2 separate regions of the Mus musculus genome follow, and region 1 is linked to region 2. A link is a contact called in public capture Hi-C data. All regions are on one chromosome and are shown on one strand. The core of a region is the stretch at or near the end of the contact, and the rest is flanking DNA. Distances in the headings are between cores, read along the strand shown.

Region 1 (4,874 bases), core at 705-3,204, 310 kb before region 2:
AAGAGAAAGAACGGAGGACCCCCCTTTCCAGGAAGCCTGCAGTTGCCCCCACCTCATCCTGGAAGGAGAAGGGCAAAATGCAAGCCAAAGCACGGTTAGAGCTTCACTTCTAATGTGTTCCTAGAAAAGGACTGGGCGTTGTGGGGACCCCTGGACTATTGCCTAAGGGTGAAGGTCATGTCTGAGAGCTTGCTGAGTTTCTTTCTATAGCCAGGAAAGGTTTCCCCTCTAAGTACGTTCTGAAGGGGCTGTGGGAGACTAGACAGAGTCAGGTTTGGTTCTATCCTTTCTACTACAGTTATCAATATAGAGCCATATATCTACTAACTGTGCCAAAGCTATCCAAGAGCAAAACCTGGTTCATAGGTCATGTGTCCCATGCCTGGGCTTGGGACATTCTTGCTCATGCAAGTCAGAGTTCAGGGACCACACAGCACTCTGGGTTGGGGAAGGGAATTGGTCAACCAGACACACAGGTTGGAGAAAGAATCACATGCCTTATCCCTGATGACCTACAGCCCCCCTCAGGTTATACAGGCTTCCCAGAGGAACTGAGAGAGTCACTTCACTTTTCATTGTGAGTCATTTTCCTCCTTCCATAGACTCTGAGACACGCCACATCACCACCATGTCACCAGCATGCCACCACCATGCCACACCAACCAAAACTTCTAGAGACCAACTTCTAGAGAAACAGAAAGCATTTCATGCCAGGGCCCCATCCCCACAGTTTTGACAGCCAGATGCCTTAACGTAACAAAGCCCTGAAGGGTCTAGCTTCAGACTCCCCTCAGTTCATAGAGAAACTAGACTAGCCAATCCAGGGAGCTGAAGTAATTGTAGGTGACCTCCTAAATGTCATGCGCTGTTGAGAACATCAGGCCTTCCTGAGGCCAGGCTAGAGCACTCTTAAGGAGGCCTATCCCTCTCTGAGTGACAGTTCTCATTTTATTCTTCTTAGACCAAAAGATTCTATGGTTAGTGGCTGTGTCTTCAGCCCAGAAGGACCAGAGACGAGTTAGGAAGGCGCAGACTCTGGGCTGGGGTGCAGATGGTCTTCCCTCCCCGGCCGGATGACAGGTTGGCAGGTAATAGAAGGCTGAGCTGAGCTGAGCCACCATGGGGGAAGCAGAAGTCAGTAAGTTCCTTCTCAGACCCCAGTCTTTGAGCCTCCCGTTTTCAACTGGATCCACGGCCCTTTTGTAACTCTTGCCACAGTAGTAGCTTGAGATAGAATATGGCTTCCCTGGGACAGGACACAGTTTGTTCTGCACACTGGGATGGTGCAGCTGGTTATGGGCCTCCTGCCAGAGCAAATTTGGGGTGTCCGTGCTGGGAAGAGGACCTGACTGACCTCTCTTCCTGATCTCAGCTGAGGTGGGAGGAGAGGGACATGCATTCCCCCTACCAACACTGAAGTTACTAGAAACAAACCTTTATCATCTTCGGGGATTTGAAAAGGGCAAATCAGGTCCAAAGATTTCTGACTCTGACTCCCCCCCACACACACACACAAACACACATAGCCCCCTCTCTTATTCCCAAACACAGAGGCTTCCTTCCCTACAGCAGCCAGGAGCACCCACCCTCACCCCAGACTTGTTTATCTAGATAGACTGTTGTGACAGACACATAGGCGCCTGGGTGCTGGGAAGACATAAACCAACCCTCCGTTCTGCAAAGCTCCCAAGCAGCCCAGCCCCCACCGTCCCGGGGGCTGGGGATTTGAGGGGGGGGAGGCGAACCCTACTCACATCGTCCCACTTGATGAAGCGCTCCCCTTGGCTCAGATATGCCTTCACGTTAGGGGGCAATAGAACAGGGTTGAGCAAAGACATGATGTCAAGTGTCCCTCTTTGGAGAGGTTGGGCAAACCTCTCCAGGGGACAGGAGAAGAGAAGGAAGAAGGGTGAACAGGAGAGGAAGCTTAGGCTAGGCTCACATGGCACCCGCCCAGTACTGGTCCGGAAGTCGGGTGCTCTTATAGCCTGCGGGGTGGCAGTAGCTGGATGCAGGACTCAGAGCTTCAGGCCAGGGCCCAGTTGATCTGCCTTGTAAATCAGCCTCCTCCTCCTCCTCCTCCTGAAGCCGGGGGCTGCAGTAGCTGTTTTGCCCAAGGGGGCTGAGCTCCCCTCCTGGGAGTTCCTCCCCCACCCCCTGCCTCAGCACTTCCTGCTCTGGGCTTCCTTCTCTGGGCTGCTGTGAACTGAGGGGCGGGCTATGAGATCTAGAAATGTTGGGGCCAGGACCCCGTTACAAAGACAGGCTTTACTCAGATTTACACACCCCCCCCCCCCGCCAATGGAAGAAAGTGATATATCATGGAGGGGGGTGGGAGATACCATTCCTGAGCCTTGGGCTGAGGCAAGAACACAAACAGTTCTTTAGGAAAAGGGTCCTCCACAGAGCAGGGGTTCTGTCCTCAGAGGGCGGGATCTGGAAGTGGGAGTCAGGGATGGGCCGGGTCCCAGCTGGCACTGAGTGTTTTGAATAAGCAAAGTCTCTCGGACACCCAGCTCCTCTTTCTCAGTGCTTCCTCCCCATGAAAATGAGAGCCAGGTGAGGCAGTATGCCTCTCACCCATGACACTTCTCTGCATCTTTGAACCTTTCAATGAATACCTAAAAACTCCACTGCCCAGCAGCTGCCTCACAGCCTAAGAGGCCCTTTGCTGCCGCCAGCACTGGAGTGTTCCTTCATGCACTGTGTTGCCTCACACACAGATCCTGGAGGAGAGAGGTTCTGAGAGGCAGACCAGAGCCTGCTCTAGCCCCCTGTTCAGGGTTTAGCCCACTCTAACCCAGTTCGGTTCTAGGTGTTGTGATCCTTACATCGTCCATATCTATCCCAGAGGCTCAGTTCCAGCCCAGCTCAGGCCCCAGTCACTTCCTCTTACCTAATAATGCACTCTTATCAAATGGCTTAGCACCGTTGGGGAGGCTAGAAGCTTAACCCATGATTTCCTTCCCCTCTGAGGCCCTGGCCTTCTGCAACAGGTCCCATCAGGGGTCTGTGTGCCACCCCTGACAACTGTGAACTACCCTCTCCAGGCCCTGGAACTACTGGCTAGGAGCCAGTGCATGAGAGTAGGGGCGGGCAAGAGAGAACAGGTTTAGATGAACAGGTTAGTTAGGGTTAGTGAGAATCAAAAGGTAAACTGTGGGTCTCTGGCACTAGAGGGATGGGGTCAGGAGTTCAAGACTAGGCTACAAGAGAGCCTGCCCACCTCCCACCCCACCCCCAATAAAAGTAGTGAACTTCTCAAAGAAAGCTAGCTTAGAAATTAATTGTCCCCAGAAAAGCAATTCTAAGACCAGATCTGAATGAACGGCCTGGAAACCGGCTCCCAAACTCCTGCAGGTGACAGGTGTTCCAACCCCTCCCTCAGTGTCTCTCCTCAAGCCCTGCCTTCAGCCTTGGATCTCCCTGGGAGACTCCTGGGAGCCCCTGCACATCTGGCTGTCTCTGTGGGATCAGGTTTCCTGTCTGTTTGAATGAATTTTGCAAGGGAAATCCCTGCCCCTTCCCAAAGCCTACACCTGTCACCTGCACGGAGCTAGTCCCCATTTCCAAGTTCCTCCTTCCTGTCTTGCCTGCAGCCATAGGCCTGGAAGAAAGCCTAGAAGGGAGGAGGGGTGTCTCTGTTCCTCCTTCAAAGAATTCTGGGTTCTTTGCACCTTCCATCTCTGGCCCTAAGCCCACAGAAGAGAAACTTTATATCCATACCCATTGATGGCATCCCCTGGACAGGCTCTGGGATTCCTGACTGTAGTAACATCAGTGGCGCTCACCTGCTAAATCTGGATGCCAGCCAAAAGAGCAGCAAGCTATTTGAAAGACCTTTACTGAAGAGGGGTTTCCTCTTTTAAAAATATATATACATTGCCCAGCATGGCAAAACACGTCTGTAGTCACAGCTCTTTGGGGGACAAGCTGGAAGATTGTTAGAACGCTGGAGTTCAAGTTTTAAAAATATTAAGTTGACAAAGGAAGAAAAAAAAAACCGTAATGTCAATAATAGTAGAGTGGTCGTGGCTGAAGGAAGAGAAGAAGTCTCAGGAATACATTTGGGAAGTTAGCCTTGGACTGACTCTTGGGCCTTGTGGATTGGAAGGCTTCCCCTTGGCGGGAGGCCAATCTAACCCCCCAGGGTGGAGAGTGGAAGGGCAAGGATGCCCCCTGCTGGGCTCATGGGAAAGCTGAGCCTGATAGGGAAAGAGGCAGACTCCTGAATCAGCCACTCCAGGAAGTCGCTGGTAGATCTGTGTCACTGCGCTTGACAGGTGGGAGCTGTGGGCTGCAGGCAGGGAGGGAGCTTACACTCAACAGCTGTCTCTGCAGGGGTGCAGAGGGGAGGAGGTCCCAGTCCCAATCCCAGCTCGCCCAGCTCACTGGTGGCACTGGACTCATGGGGTGACTGGGTTTCCAATCTGCTCACCAGAGAAGTTCAGGGGTGGAAGCTAAACTCTTATCTTCAGGTGCCAGAATTACTGGCCAGGTGGATAATTTTCTCACCTGATGCAGTGGGATTCAGGAACAGGGAGGCACCTTGTGTATTGGGTTGGGGGCAATGGCTACTTTGCTCCTGTCATGGAGAGGGATCCGTTGTGGCATCCTCTGAAGCCTGTTTTCCACACACTGTTCTATGAACCCAGCCAATTACTGAGTAAGTCTATCTGGTGATGCTCACCTTTTAAAGCACCTCATCTTTCTCACCTGTATAGTGGGAATACCTCACTATACAGGTACCTCATAGGGATGTCCCTGAGCTTGCAAGGGAAAGGGATGGGCCCAGGGGAAGCAGCCACTCTAGGAGGATGCTGGTAGATATTCCATTTGCGATACTGAGACAGCAGTATCATGTGGGAGCTTTG
Region 2 (4,975 bases), core at 1,505-4,004:
CTGTTCAAGAACAGTCCAGTGTGAAAAATGGGCTCCAGGTCACATGAGACTGAAGAGAGAAAGAGGCAGAAAGACCTCAGATTGTATACAATGCAATTTATTAGGAACTTGGGGGTGCAAGTGTGGTCCTTTCTGGCAATAAGGCCAGTGGATACCTGTAATTTCAGCCAAAAAAATGTATATTCTGGTACACAGCAAAAGTGCTTTCCAGGTAGAAAATACCTGGTTTGCCTAACTCAATATCAATGTCATCTGACATTGACTGCACTGGGATCTAGTTACAAAGCTCCACATATGGCCTGGTCTACGTACACTTACTAGGAAACTATGTGGCAAAAATCAACTGACGTTTCTCAGGGGCAATCGTGGTTATGACTCATGGTGTCTGTGATTAGGTCAAGCTGAGTTTGTACAAACTCTATGAAGCAGAAACCCTGCTGATGTATAAGTTTCTCTGGATAAAATGCTACCCTCGTTGTAAGTTTCTTCTTTTTCTCTCCCTAACTTTGTCTCTATTTGTCTTTCTCTGTCTGTCTCTGTCTCTGTCTCTCTCTCTCTCTCTGTCTTCTCTCTCTCTGTCATATCTCCAGTTAAAAGGTGCAAACCAGCCCTCAATGTAAATTTCTTAATAAGGCAACATGCTCAAGAGATAGTGTTTTCTTTTTTAAGCACTTCTGCTCTATGGTATTCACAGCCAGTGTAAAATCCAACCTCTGTTTTAAAAAGCAGGTAATTAGGAATCTGGCATTCAGCATAAAGATTTCTACAGCTTCAGGTATCTCAGTCTGATCTGTAGTAAAACCACACGGACATCTTCTGTCCTTCACTTCATTTGGTGAGACTTTTTTTTTTCATTGTCTGAATACCTTTTTATTTTTAATTAGGTATTTTCCTCATTTACATTTCCAATGCTATCCCAAAAGTCCCCCATATCCTCCCCCCAGAAATTTTTGTTTATAACTTTGAACTCTCTATTTAGTCAAAGATGACCTAACAATTCTGGTCCTCCTATGTCCACCTCCCTTTGTGGGACTTTTGATATATAGAAGCATTTAGATAAAAATCATCTCTTGATCTTCTCCAGAAGGCTAATGCATAAGAATAGTCTAAGCCAACATTAACATTTTGTATAGTAAACGCCCATGAGAAAGTTCATGCTCACATACTTGAACTGGACTAGACACTTGTCCTGTTTTTAGACACTAGCAATCAAATATTTACATTTTTTGGAGAAATCCCACTGTGAAGAATAATGGGATTACTGACTATTGCCAGGCACTCTGTAAAATAAAGACAGATTTAGTCCCTCTTGGAAGTTTGGCTCCCTTGTAGGATTCCAGATCTTGAGATAGGATCACAAAGAGACTGATATATTTAGTGATTTTCAAGGGACAAAGGGTTGTGGGGGCAAAGAGTAATTGGCACAGCAGCAAGTCTCACAGTGGCAGCATCCCAAGTGGGGTTCTTCTCCAGCAACAGATAGTTTTCAGAGGCCTTGCTTGCCTTGATTTGGTCTCTTTCCTCAGTCTATACTTCAACTCTTTTATGAATCCTATGAAGTACTAACATCCTCCCAGTAATCCCTGCTCTGATGAAGTTAGCCAGTGCAGTTTTCAGCATTTTGCATTTAAGAACCCTAGCAGGCTAGGGAGATAAAGGAAGGGCTAGGCTCAGTTGGTAAAGTGCTTGTCATGCAACATAGACCTCAGTTCGATCCCCAGAACCGACATTAAAAAGGTGGGCATTGCAGTACATGCTTGTGAGAGGCCCTGTCTCATTAAACAAAATGGACGGCACCAGAGAAAGGTCATCTGAGGTTGACCTCTCACCTTTGCACACACTCATACATACAAGTGCATGCAACTGGCACACACATACACACATAAGACCTTGGCAATAAAATTTTGATCCATTTGAAGTTCTAATGTGCAAGTGGTTCTGGATAAGAGTTCATGGAAGTCAAATAGGCAATCTCTAGTTCTTTTCATGCTGTTAGCAGGAAGGGCAGGTGTGAAAAAAATTGCTTCTGGGGAGTATGTCTATAATACATATGTACATATACAATTATATATAATATGTAATATATAATATATATAATAATAGCTTTATCAAGGTATGTAACATACTATAATATGCAGCCTTTAAGTCATACAATAGCAGTACTGGGTATACTTAAATGAACGAGTGCTTGATACTCTAGGATTCTCCAACACTGTCCCTCAAAAGTAAAAGCAAAGTAGACAAATTGGTACTAATACAGTCATAGCTGTAGCAACTTTCATTCTGATTGGTACTTTTTTCCTGCTTGTTTGCCTTGTATTCGTTTTTTAAAACAATAATAATTACTATTCTTTTGCTTGTCTGCTTTTATTTTGAGACACACTCTTGAATAACCATAGAACTGAAACTCCTGATGCTCCTTCTGAGCTACAGGTGTGCGATACCTTGCGGGCTCTGCCTCTTTTAAGTACACTTTTAGGCGTTTTTTACAGACCCAGGAAAATAGCGCTTATCTATTTGAAATGTGTACCATCATCTCCATTCAAGTCTTTTATGTGGAGCACTCCCGAAGATTTCCTTTAGGAAATACCATCTGATCTCTTCAATGAGTCTACCTGTGACCTTGGGCATAAGGGTACTCCAAGCAAGGACTTCCTCAGACACCTAACTCTGAAAACAACTCACTTTTCCCTTCTTGCAAACCCGCCTCTGTACTGGGATCTTCCTGATTGGTTGTTACCTTGTGACGCCATCAGATTGCGACCCTGAAGCGGCTAGCCGTGCTGTCATGTGGCGGGGTGTCCCGGGCTGCCTACGGGACATTGTGCAGTGGCAGGTGGCGCTCTGGTCCCACAGCTTTGTCCGGACTTGGGGTAGCTGTGGGAAGGCGATGACTGAGGCACTGTCTGCGCAAGCCGAGGCAGCGGGCGGGCTGAAGGCTTTGGTTCAGCCAAATGGAGATGCTGGTAGCAACACGAGCGGAGAGCCGCTCCTGGAGCGCCTGGAGCCGGCGGCGGTAGGGAAGCAGGTCCCGGAGAGCGGGGACCAGGCCCAGGGAGGCGAAGGGCAGCTCCCGAGCAACGGAGAGCAGACCCCAGCTCCAGTCGCCGACTCAGGCAAGAGGAAAAAGCGGAGGGGCGCCACTGGGGAACGGGTCGTGCCGCCTCCGAAGAAACGGCGCACCGGGGTGAGCTTTAGCGATGAGCACTTCGCAGAGACTACCTACTACTTCGAGGGCGGCCTGCGCAAGGTGCGGCCCTATTACTTTGACTTCCAGACCTACTGTAAAGGTCGCTGGGTGGGCCGCAGCTTGTTGCACGTCTTCAGCACCGAGTTCCGATCCCAGCCACTGTCTTACTACGAGGCCGCTGTCCGGGCAGGACGCCTGCATCTCAACGAGGAACCAGTCCAGGACCTCAGCATCGTGCTCAAGGTGGTGTCTGATGGAACTAGCTTTGAGAAAAGGAGGGAAGGTTTTGGGATTTTTTTTGTTTGTTTGTTTTCTCAGACACACCTTATAAGTATGGGAGTAAAGTGATGGTAATTCAGAAACAATCTCATTTTCTCTTGGTGCTCTTTTAGTCCCCGCTTCCCACAGCCCCAAGTAGGTTAGATAGCCTTCCCACGCTCCAGAACTTAACCTGATCATCCTTGCCAGCAAGGCTGTTTGTTTCCAACAAACAAAATGGAAATTCTCATGTTCCTTTAATATCTGCCTTGTGGCAAGGGCACTGCCTACTTTCTACCCTGCATGATATATCTCTGTACAAATAATAATAGAGACCTCATTTATGTGTTCTTAACTGTATCAGGAACAAAGTTAAGCGTTTTGTGCACTCTAACATTAAACTCAAGTGGCAACTTTGGGGAGTTTGCATTGCTTCTTCTCCCCTTTGTGACCAAACTGAACCTCAAAGTAAGGCAACAGTACGATTCCCAAAGTGTGCGCTCATATTAACACTGAAACTCGTTTCCCATGTGTATAGAATTAGGAAGTCAGGGATAGATACTAGGCAGGTGTTTTGTTTTGATTTATTTATTTTATTTTAGTACACTGCAGCTGTCTTCAGACACACCAGAAGAGGGCATCAGATCCCATTTCAGATAGTTGGGAGCCACCGTGTGGTTGCTGGGAATTGAACTCAGGACCTCTGGAAGAACAGTCAGTGCTCTTAACCACCGAGCCATCTCTCCAGCCTTTTTTTTTTTTTTTTAAATTCAGTGAGACTACTATCATTAACACTGGCTCACAGAGATTGTAAGGAGAAAAGGAGAATTTCAGGATTTGGAAATAACCTTCCCCATACAGATTTTGAAAACCATAGGTTTTTAAACCAAGTCCTAGAGGCGTTAAAATGACTTGCCCAAGAGTATGTAGTGAGCTTGTATCAAATCTGTGTGTAGAGCCTAGAGCTCTGAACTTGTGTTGTTTGTTCGTAACTAGTAGAGGTTGTCTCTCTATTTAAAAGACATTTACTTTCAAATATATTTCTGTCAGGATGGTGAGATGTTCAGTAGGTAAAGGTCCTTGCCACTAAGACTCACAACCTCTTGTCTCTGCGTGTGCCGCTGTTATGCATGTACACACATAAATGAATGTAATGAAAAATCTTAAAATACAACTTTATTGTAAAGAGTATATAAAGAAGCAAAAATACTCATTCTCACCACCAAGAAATTCAATCAACTTTGTATATTTTTCAAAACTAGCTGTATGCCTGTGTATATTTTTACAAAATGAGATCTTACTACACCCACTTCTTTTTCTATTGAAGGCTTTACTGTGACCGTTCCTCTGTGTCAGTAAGGAACTGAGGAGCTGGGGTGACTGACTATCTATAGGTTGCTGGTCCCAGGCTGATGTTGCGTATGTTTTTGACAGGACAATGATTTCTTGCGGAACACAGTGCACAGACATGAGCCACCAGTCACAGCAGAGCCTATCCACCTGCTAGCTGAGAACAACGATGTGGTT

Evidence for each region. Capture Hi-C pulls out chosen DNA fragments and counts their contacts.
Region 1: a contact with region 2 is called in a capture Hi-C map of macrophages, with 4 times the contacts expected there. The contact joins the promoter of Plcb2 here to the promoter of Rpusd2 in region 2. A contact is called at or near these places in 1 of 39 promoter capture datasets (neural stem cells), 2 of 115 datasets of contacts at active chromatin or transcription factors (bone marrow-derived macrophages and memory CD8 T cells) and 3 of 9 other capture datasets (adipose tissue, liver and macrophages).

Annotation. Positions count from the first base shown.
Region 1 is chr2:118,726,484-118,731,357 of GRCm38.p6, forward strand. Plcb2 (phospholipase C, beta 2) reads right to left here and starts at 1,955. Exons shown (of 32, transcript NM_177568.2): 1 at 1,755-1,955. The coding sequence starts at 1,838.
Region 2 is chr2:119,032,036-119,037,010 of GRCm38.p6, forward strand. It overlaps Rpusd2 (RNA pseudouridylate synthase domain containing 2), which reads left to right and starts at 2,755. Exons shown (of 3, transcript NM_173450.3): 1 at 2,755-3,433; 2 at 4,883-4,975. The coding sequence starts at 2,789.